2 separate regions of the Mus musculus genome follow, and region 2 is linked to region 1. A link is a contact called in public HiChIP or PLAC-seq data. All regions are on one chromosome and are shown on one strand. Each heading gives the region's core, a stretch centred on a gene start, on an enhancer-like site or on the middle of the called end of the contact. The rest is flanking DNA. Distances are from core to core; before and after follow the strand shown. Region 1 overlaps Nab1 (Ngfi-A binding protein 1). Region 2 holds the start of Inpp1 (inositol polyphosphate-1-phosphatase).

Region 1 (3,555 bases), core at 392-2,891:
CAGAAAATATGAAATCATAATTTAAGTTCATAATTCTTTTAAATTAGTCTTATGTTCTACTTACACATATTTTTCTGTCTATTTTTTTTACCATAGCTTTAGAAAGAATGATAAATAATAGCTGGTTTTGTTATAAATTCATTAGAACTCCTTCCTTCTTTCATATTTTCATAGCTGCTAGGCCACACGATTCTTGAGCACTACAGTATTCTTTTGAATTCTGGTCTCTTGGCAGTGCCTGATTCTTTGGTCATAATTTCTAAGACTGTTCTTTTGACTGCTCCATTTATGTCCAGATCTCACTTGTAAGACATAAAAGGGCTCATTTCTGCCAGTTCACCCTCAACCAAAGGAAAAGTTTAATATTGTTGTAGTGATTTAATATGATGTCTAGAACAGAAGCATTTAAAAATAACTCACCAAGCACTAAACTCGATTTTTTAGCATTCACATGACATGCTACTTACCATTAGCTTTCTCTTTTTATTTTTAAAATATTTCATTGATTTTCTATTTTTAAAGTAGTTAATTGGGCCAGTGTGATGATGCCCACTTTTAATTAGTCCTTGAAGGTTGAGGTGGGGCAACTGTAGTTTGAGTTTGGCCTACACAGGAAGACTCAGTTGCAAAAGGAAAAGACATTAATTGGTAAATAAAAATGGTACATATTCAAGTGTATAACATGGGTTATCTACCTGTTTTGAAAATGTGTTCATTGTGTGTGCATGACATGTTTAACACATGCTGTGGCATACATGTGGGGCAGAGGGTAGCTTGGTGGAGCTGGCTCAGAATTGAAACAAGATACTAGGTTTGTGAGCACTGATTATTTAATTTCTGTACACCGTGCATCCTGATTGCCACAGGCAAATTAAGACACCTCAGTGGGAAAGTGGATTCTGGCTGTGCTTGACTGCCACTTACCATTCTTCAGTTTGCTTACCTTTGCTAAACTCTCAGTAGAGTGTTTTAAATTCTACACAGCATCACAAGACAAAGATGTGCACTGTTAGAAACTGGGAAAAACATAAATTCTACTTTATGTTCCAGAATTTTAATCCACTTTTTATGATTCTACAGTTGAACCCAGCACCTCATGCATTCAAGATCAACACTGCCACCAAGCTATGTTCTCAGCCCCTATTTTTTTTAAATCTTTATAATTGCTCTCTATTTAAGTTTTTCATTGTGCCTTCTCCAAAGTATCAACTTGATTTTTTACAACTCCAAAGAAATGTCATGTTGGATGCTGCCATCAAAATCTGATGCTTCAAAATGTAGGTTATACAGGTAACATTGGTACAAGATAGAAATGCAGCAACAAAAGCTAAAAAAAAAAAAAAAAGTCCCATGAGTCTCCTCTGTTAACCAAGGAGTGTCAAATTCCAAGTTTCCTGGTAGTCCAAACAATTTGCTAATCAACCCCATAAGCAGCGTTGCTGTGGTAAGAACCCATGACATTATAAATTAGACTGTACTTCATATTTACACATTGTGAAACCTTGTGAGTCATCTTTGTATTAAAAATTTACACCTCATAGATGTAGGTTTCAAGTGCCGTATTTAGCACCCACACATAATCCAAGCAAGGAATGCCCTTCTCTTCTAACTGCTGCAGACACTTCTCTTGGCAGGTCACTTGGGCTTAAGTACAGAGGCAGCTGCTTAGGCAGTGTGTGTGTAGGTGGAGTCCTGCCAGTAACTGACTCAGCATAAGCTTGGTAATTTTCTGAGGGTAAATGCTATCATCAACTGTCACCTGTGGTCTAGCACCAAACCTGCGCTCGTCCTTCCCAGACAAAAAGATTTCTTTATAAAGATGTTCTCACACACAGGCTCTGCTGAATTTCACCATTTGAGTTTTATCTCCCTCTGACATGCATACTCCTACTCTCAGGTCCTGACTCAGACAAAGTGAGTTCCCACCCACAATTGATGCTGACAAGGCTATCCTTGCCCTTTCAGACAGTCTTCTGTTATCAAAGTGTGTCTGTGTTCATTGTATGAATCCATTTTACATGCATCAGCTAACACGGGTTCTTCGGCTTTATTGATAAGGCACAAGGCAGAGTGTTTGATGAGATTGGGCTATCACAGATACTTAAACTAAAGTTCTTAGGGTAGTTAATGGCAATTTCCAGTTAGAATTAATATGAAGGGTGAAATGAATGGGGAACACCTCATTTTTCAAAGAACATCTTTGATACTGCAAGGTTTTAAATGGGAAGGATGAAGGGTTTCTTTTGCCGAGACTAAGTTTATGAGTGATGGTTGGTTTACATGGGAAAAGTTCATTTTTTTCCTTTGGTTTCATACTAAAAGACAAGACTAGTTCTGTCTCATGAGGCACATGACCTAGAACAGATTAGTCTTCTTAAACTTCTGGGAACTACAACAGTGGGATGTCACAAATCTACTGTTTCCTGGCACAGGGCCAACAGCTTCACATTTAATTGGCATAATCTGTAAGTATTTATCATCTCAGCTATGCAGATGAGAAGACACATCCCTAAGGTGTTAGTAATGGTTTCTATACACCTGGACTAGTCCATGCTTCTGATGCTAATATTCCTTAAATCTAAGGACAAGCATGATACATAAATATGGCACAGTAAACACTACTTATAGATTAGACTTAAATATTCACATATGACAAAACCACCAGACATGCATAAAAATGATCACATTGATAGCTGTGTGAGCCAGTTAGCTAAGTGTCAAGATTCCGGCAGAGATTCTCTGAAGGAAATCAACACAGGGAAGGTTGAATCCAAGGTTGAAGCCAGAAGTAAAACGATCCAACTGCTTGTGACTAGCATGTTGGAACCACCAAGGTGGGGTGTGAAACAGACACAGGCAGATACTGTTACAGATGAAGTAGAAAATCTCTAAAGATTAGAGATGAAACTGGTGGCAAGGAGGGTGCTGACTGAATCCAACCCCTTGGGAAACAATTAGAAGCATCTTAAGGAAATGAGGCTTTGAGAAGATCAGAAATATCCTAAAATAAAACAAGCTGGATTCTTGAGTGTTCCGAGGACATCCACAGGGTTTAAGTGGGTTGCTGCAAGAGGTGTGTGAGGCTGCTGTTGGAGCTGTCCAATCTGAGCTCAAACTGAATGCATGGAGAAAATGGAGTGGAGGATATGCAGGTGTGGACTGTTCACTCAGACATTTATTAAGTTGTTTGCCTTGAACATCCTGGCACTGGGTTAGGAAGTGAAGACATTGAAGATCTTGAGTTTTTCCCACGTCTACAGACACTTCCATCTTTAGAAGTGACTTTGTAGATTAAATGTCCAGCTTGTGATCATTGGTAGAAATTAACCACTGTTATGAACCAAGGAAAAATAGAGGCTTTACAAAGGAAATTTAAGAAAGGAAACTTTGATACTCAATAGTTTGTTTGGGACAATTCTGGGGTCATTAGTGTATGTGGAGAGTGGTAGCCTGCAGCTGTCAAAAAAAAAAAATAGAGTAGGCTGGAAATAGGGGAAGGGGATAGACAGTGTAAGATCTGAGTAGGGTTATGGTCTTGATGTGAGTTTGACTCCA
Region 2 (3,555 bases), core at 334-2,833, 360 kb before region 1:
TCCAAGTGAGTTCATCAGGCTTGGTGGCATGCACTTTTACCTGCTGTGCCATCTCATCAGTTATGAGGTAAGACTTACCAGTTATCCAGCTCTTATAGCTGTGTGTTAGAGCTGCAAGAGACTGCTGCAATAGCAATGGCAGCCATAAACATGGAATTCTAAAAGTTTGTGGATTGACATCTAGATCCGGTTTGGTAAAAGGGTCACTAAGTGTGAGTGGCAAAGTTGACAGTGAGGAGGAGGAAATGTGCCTTGATCACCAGCAGTTTGCTCCAAGTGTTAATAGAGATCAGAGCAAGCAAGTGATCCAGTGAGATACGTATTGTAGGGTGGTCTCTGCACCTGCAGAGAAATGGGCTAGAGTCATAGCTCCTACTCTAGCCCCTCCCCAGTTCTGCTCCTAGATACAAATCTACTCCCATTTCCTTATGGTAAATGTCACATTTATATTATTCCTTGATTTTGCTGTCATGGATATGATTTCATAATTAATATCAGCTGTAACACCAAGAATGGACTTAAGAGAATGGAACTAAAGGACAATATGAGGATCTAGGCATGGTAGCACCCATCTGTACTCCCAGCACCCAGAAGGCAGAAGCAGGAGGATAGCGAATTTGAGGCCAGCAAGGGTTATAAAGTGAGACTCTTACCAAAAACAAAACAAAACAAAGTAAAAGTGAGAAAGAAGGCTGAATCCACTGAACCTGTGAGTGAATGGAAGGCGGATGGGGAATGGAAGTGGGTGAGGTGCCATCGCAGTACTGCGCATAAATAAATGGGAGCTTGGGGAGAGGTTGATGAGAAAGCCTGCAGGCTAGAATTGTTGAAGTGCTTCCCAGTTCCAGCCACAGAATAAATCACAGGGAAGCCGGATAAATCTTACCAGGACAGAAGGGCCCAGAGCACTCACAGAGACTCTGAGCCCCTTCTATCCCAAAGTTGAATGTTGCCCTTTTTAAAATTCTTACCCTTGCTGCCCTTTGTCCATCACCACCCATTTCTATTTCCACCTACCACTCCCAACTATATCTTTAAGTCACACTGAGCATTAGTTTAAAAGGGTTGCAGCAAGAGATGAGTTTCCCACCCAACATGTGCTTCTTGCCTGGCTGGGCCTTGACCCACAACTAATAAGGTCCAGAAGACACTGCTTTGACTAAACAAACATGTAGGAACCTAGACGCTTCTATTAGAACAGGGGGACTCATTCTAGCAGGAAGTCCAACTTCACAGCTTCAAACCATCTGTCAAACCCATAACACCAAGGGTTCAAATGAATGGAGGAGGAATATTCTCAAAGACTTTTTGGGTGCTTCTGAAGAAACAATGCACACCAAGAACTGTGGTTGAGGCAACCCTGACCTTTCTGGCCCTCTCAAGCAAATTGACAAAGCTTCACTTGTGACGTCGCGGAGGCCAGACTCAGGCTGGCTGGCGTGGGATGCCCTCGCCCGCCCCAGAAGCAAGAGGCCACCCGCCCCGGGGGAAAGAGGCGGGGCCGGGACCTGGCAGAAACTGGGCTGCACTGCTGGAGCCAAGAGAGGCAGGGCGCCTCCCCGCCTTCGCTGCGGTGACCTCCGGTGTTTTCCTGGCGGCTTGCCCTCCGGCTGTGCCCGCCACAGGAGGATTGCGCCAGGTCCCAGCGCGACCACCTCCAGGCGTTGGCACTCCCTTCCTCCTCTCTCGCCCCTCCTCCGCCTCTTCCGTTTCTCTGGGAAAGGCTGTATCCTCCTTGGGGCTCTGCATCCTCGCTTAGGTAATCCGCTTTCCTGCTTTCGCCACCCCTCCCCGGTGTCCAGCGTCTCCACCTCCGCGCATTTGGGTCCCCGCGAGCCTCGCGCGCTCCATCGCCTCTGCAGAGGGCAGGTGAGTCGGTCTCCGGCCGAAGGCTACTGGCCTCGGCGCCTGGGCCTGCGAGGTACCGGGTCGCTGCATCGAGGCCTCTCCGGCCTGCCCGTGCCCACCCACACAGAGCCCGAACCCCGAACCGAGAGGCTAAGCTCGCGGATCACGCCGCCCCCTTAGCTCTGCAGAAGCCACCGAAAGAAATCCAATCGCCCGCAGAGTAGCTTCTTCTGCTCGGTTCTTTCCATTCCTACCACTAGCCTCTAGGTTGAATGAGGTGATCTGAGAATGGTCAGAAGCAGAGGCCCAGGTTCCACGGGTAGGTGGCGTAGCTGTCAAGAAGTAGGGGAGCAGTTTGCCTGAGAGATGCTTCTAACGTGGATCCACGTTGACTGTCTCTAGAGACCCATTGGATGGGTGTAGACTAAACAGTCCGGGGGTATATTTTTTCTACATTTTGAAGTATGGTTTTGTGAGACATGTCTAGGCAGTGGGTGTGGACAGCATAGAAGGGTGTCATCTAAATTATCTAACCTGGCTTTGGTAAAAATCATATGGACTGTCAGACATGAGGTGTGAAAGAAAAATCTAGGGAATACACGTTAACAAGCGCGGTGTGTACTTTGGAGATTTCTGTCCTTAAAACTAGGACCGGAACACGTGGAAGTTTGCCCACTGTGTGAGGGTGTTCGCGTCAAAAGGACTGCGGCTTGAGGCCGTGCGGACAGGACTCTTAATATATATGTATCCCATGCAGAATGAATCTTTCTGTTTTGTTTTGTTTTGCTTTGCTTTTTTGGCTCCTTGCCCTTAATTCCCAGTTTTAATCAGATGGTAAGACTTAGGTCCACCCACCTGGTAACAATCTAAGGAAGAAAACAACCCCAGGGACTACTTTTGGCTGATGGACTAGCAAGATGACCTCAGTCAGGCATCTGAAAGTACAGAATGAAAGGGAAAATACAGGCAACGGGAAAGCCGATTTTAACCCCTGCACGTGCCTGTTTGCTGTTTTCTTAAGAACTTACATTTAAAGGACTTTTATAATACTTTTGCAGTTAATTCTTAGCAATGAAGAAGACTGTGTAAGACACATAAAGTTACACTTCAGTTTTTGAATAGACTAAGAACTCTTCTTTGCAAGTTTTTGAACTAAGCCACCACTTGCACCTTAGACTCTCACTCTGTAGTGTGAAGTTCATTATTGCACATTTAGATTATACTTGTACTTGGAGTAATTGGAGAAAAAATTCTAATTTATTTTTAGACACAGAAGGCCAATAAAAATACAAGCAATAAAGGTAAATCGTTATATAGGTATTTCCTCTTTTACTTCGATCTTGAATAATAATTAGAAAAATGATGCTTTATTCTATTTCATGTTACACCAAAACTGCCTAAAAGATAAATAAGTAATCAATTAAAAACAAACATCTTCCATTTTAAAGAGTGGCACAGATGTGGACTTTCCCCAGGTGGGAGTCTTGTATAAATGTCTTCCTTAAAATACTTAGGGTGTCCTAAGAAGCTCAGAATGACTCAATGTTGGGCTTTTGTCTGGGTTAGTTTGGAAATAAAAGTGTTGCTTCCTGTTTCTCACAATTAGTATGGAGTTGTGTTTCCTAAACGTAGCTGTTTACTAACAATGGAAGATAATAGTAGAAGGCTAGACAGAGGTGGGGAGGGGCATGGCTCACTGAAGAAGTA

The links. HiChIP or PLAC-seq counts read pairs in DNA pulled down with a chosen protein or histone mark.
Region 2: an HNF4G HiChIP or PLAC-seq map of pancreatic cancer cells shows a contact between it and region 1. The contact joins the promoter of Inpp1 here to the enhancer-like site in region 1. A contact is called at or near these places in 11 of 39 promoter capture datasets (the C10 cell line, the HPC-7 cell line, cranial neural crest and 8 more) and 1 of 115 datasets of contacts at active chromatin or transcription factors (pancreatic cancer cells).

What each region holds. Positions count from the first base shown.
Region 1 is chr1:52,452,972-52,456,526 of GRCm38.p6, reverse strand. It overlaps Nab1 (Ngfi-A binding protein 1), which reads left to right. Exons shown (of 8, transcript NM_008667.3): 8 at 1-678. Among named protein-coding and RNA genes, the nearest start is that of Gm23460, 10 kb to the right of the region's middle. Within about 2 kb of position 1,641, at least 44 of the 459 cell types and tissues checked have an H3K27ac peak or open chromatin away from gene starts, as enhancers often do. A contact at or near this core is called in pancreatic cancer cells, where this site is marked.
Region 2 is chr1:52,815,716-52,819,270 of GRCm38.p6, reverse strand. Inpp1 (inositol polyphosphate-1-phosphatase) reads left to right here and starts at 1,583. Exons shown (of 6, transcript NM_008384.2): 1 at 1,583-1,869.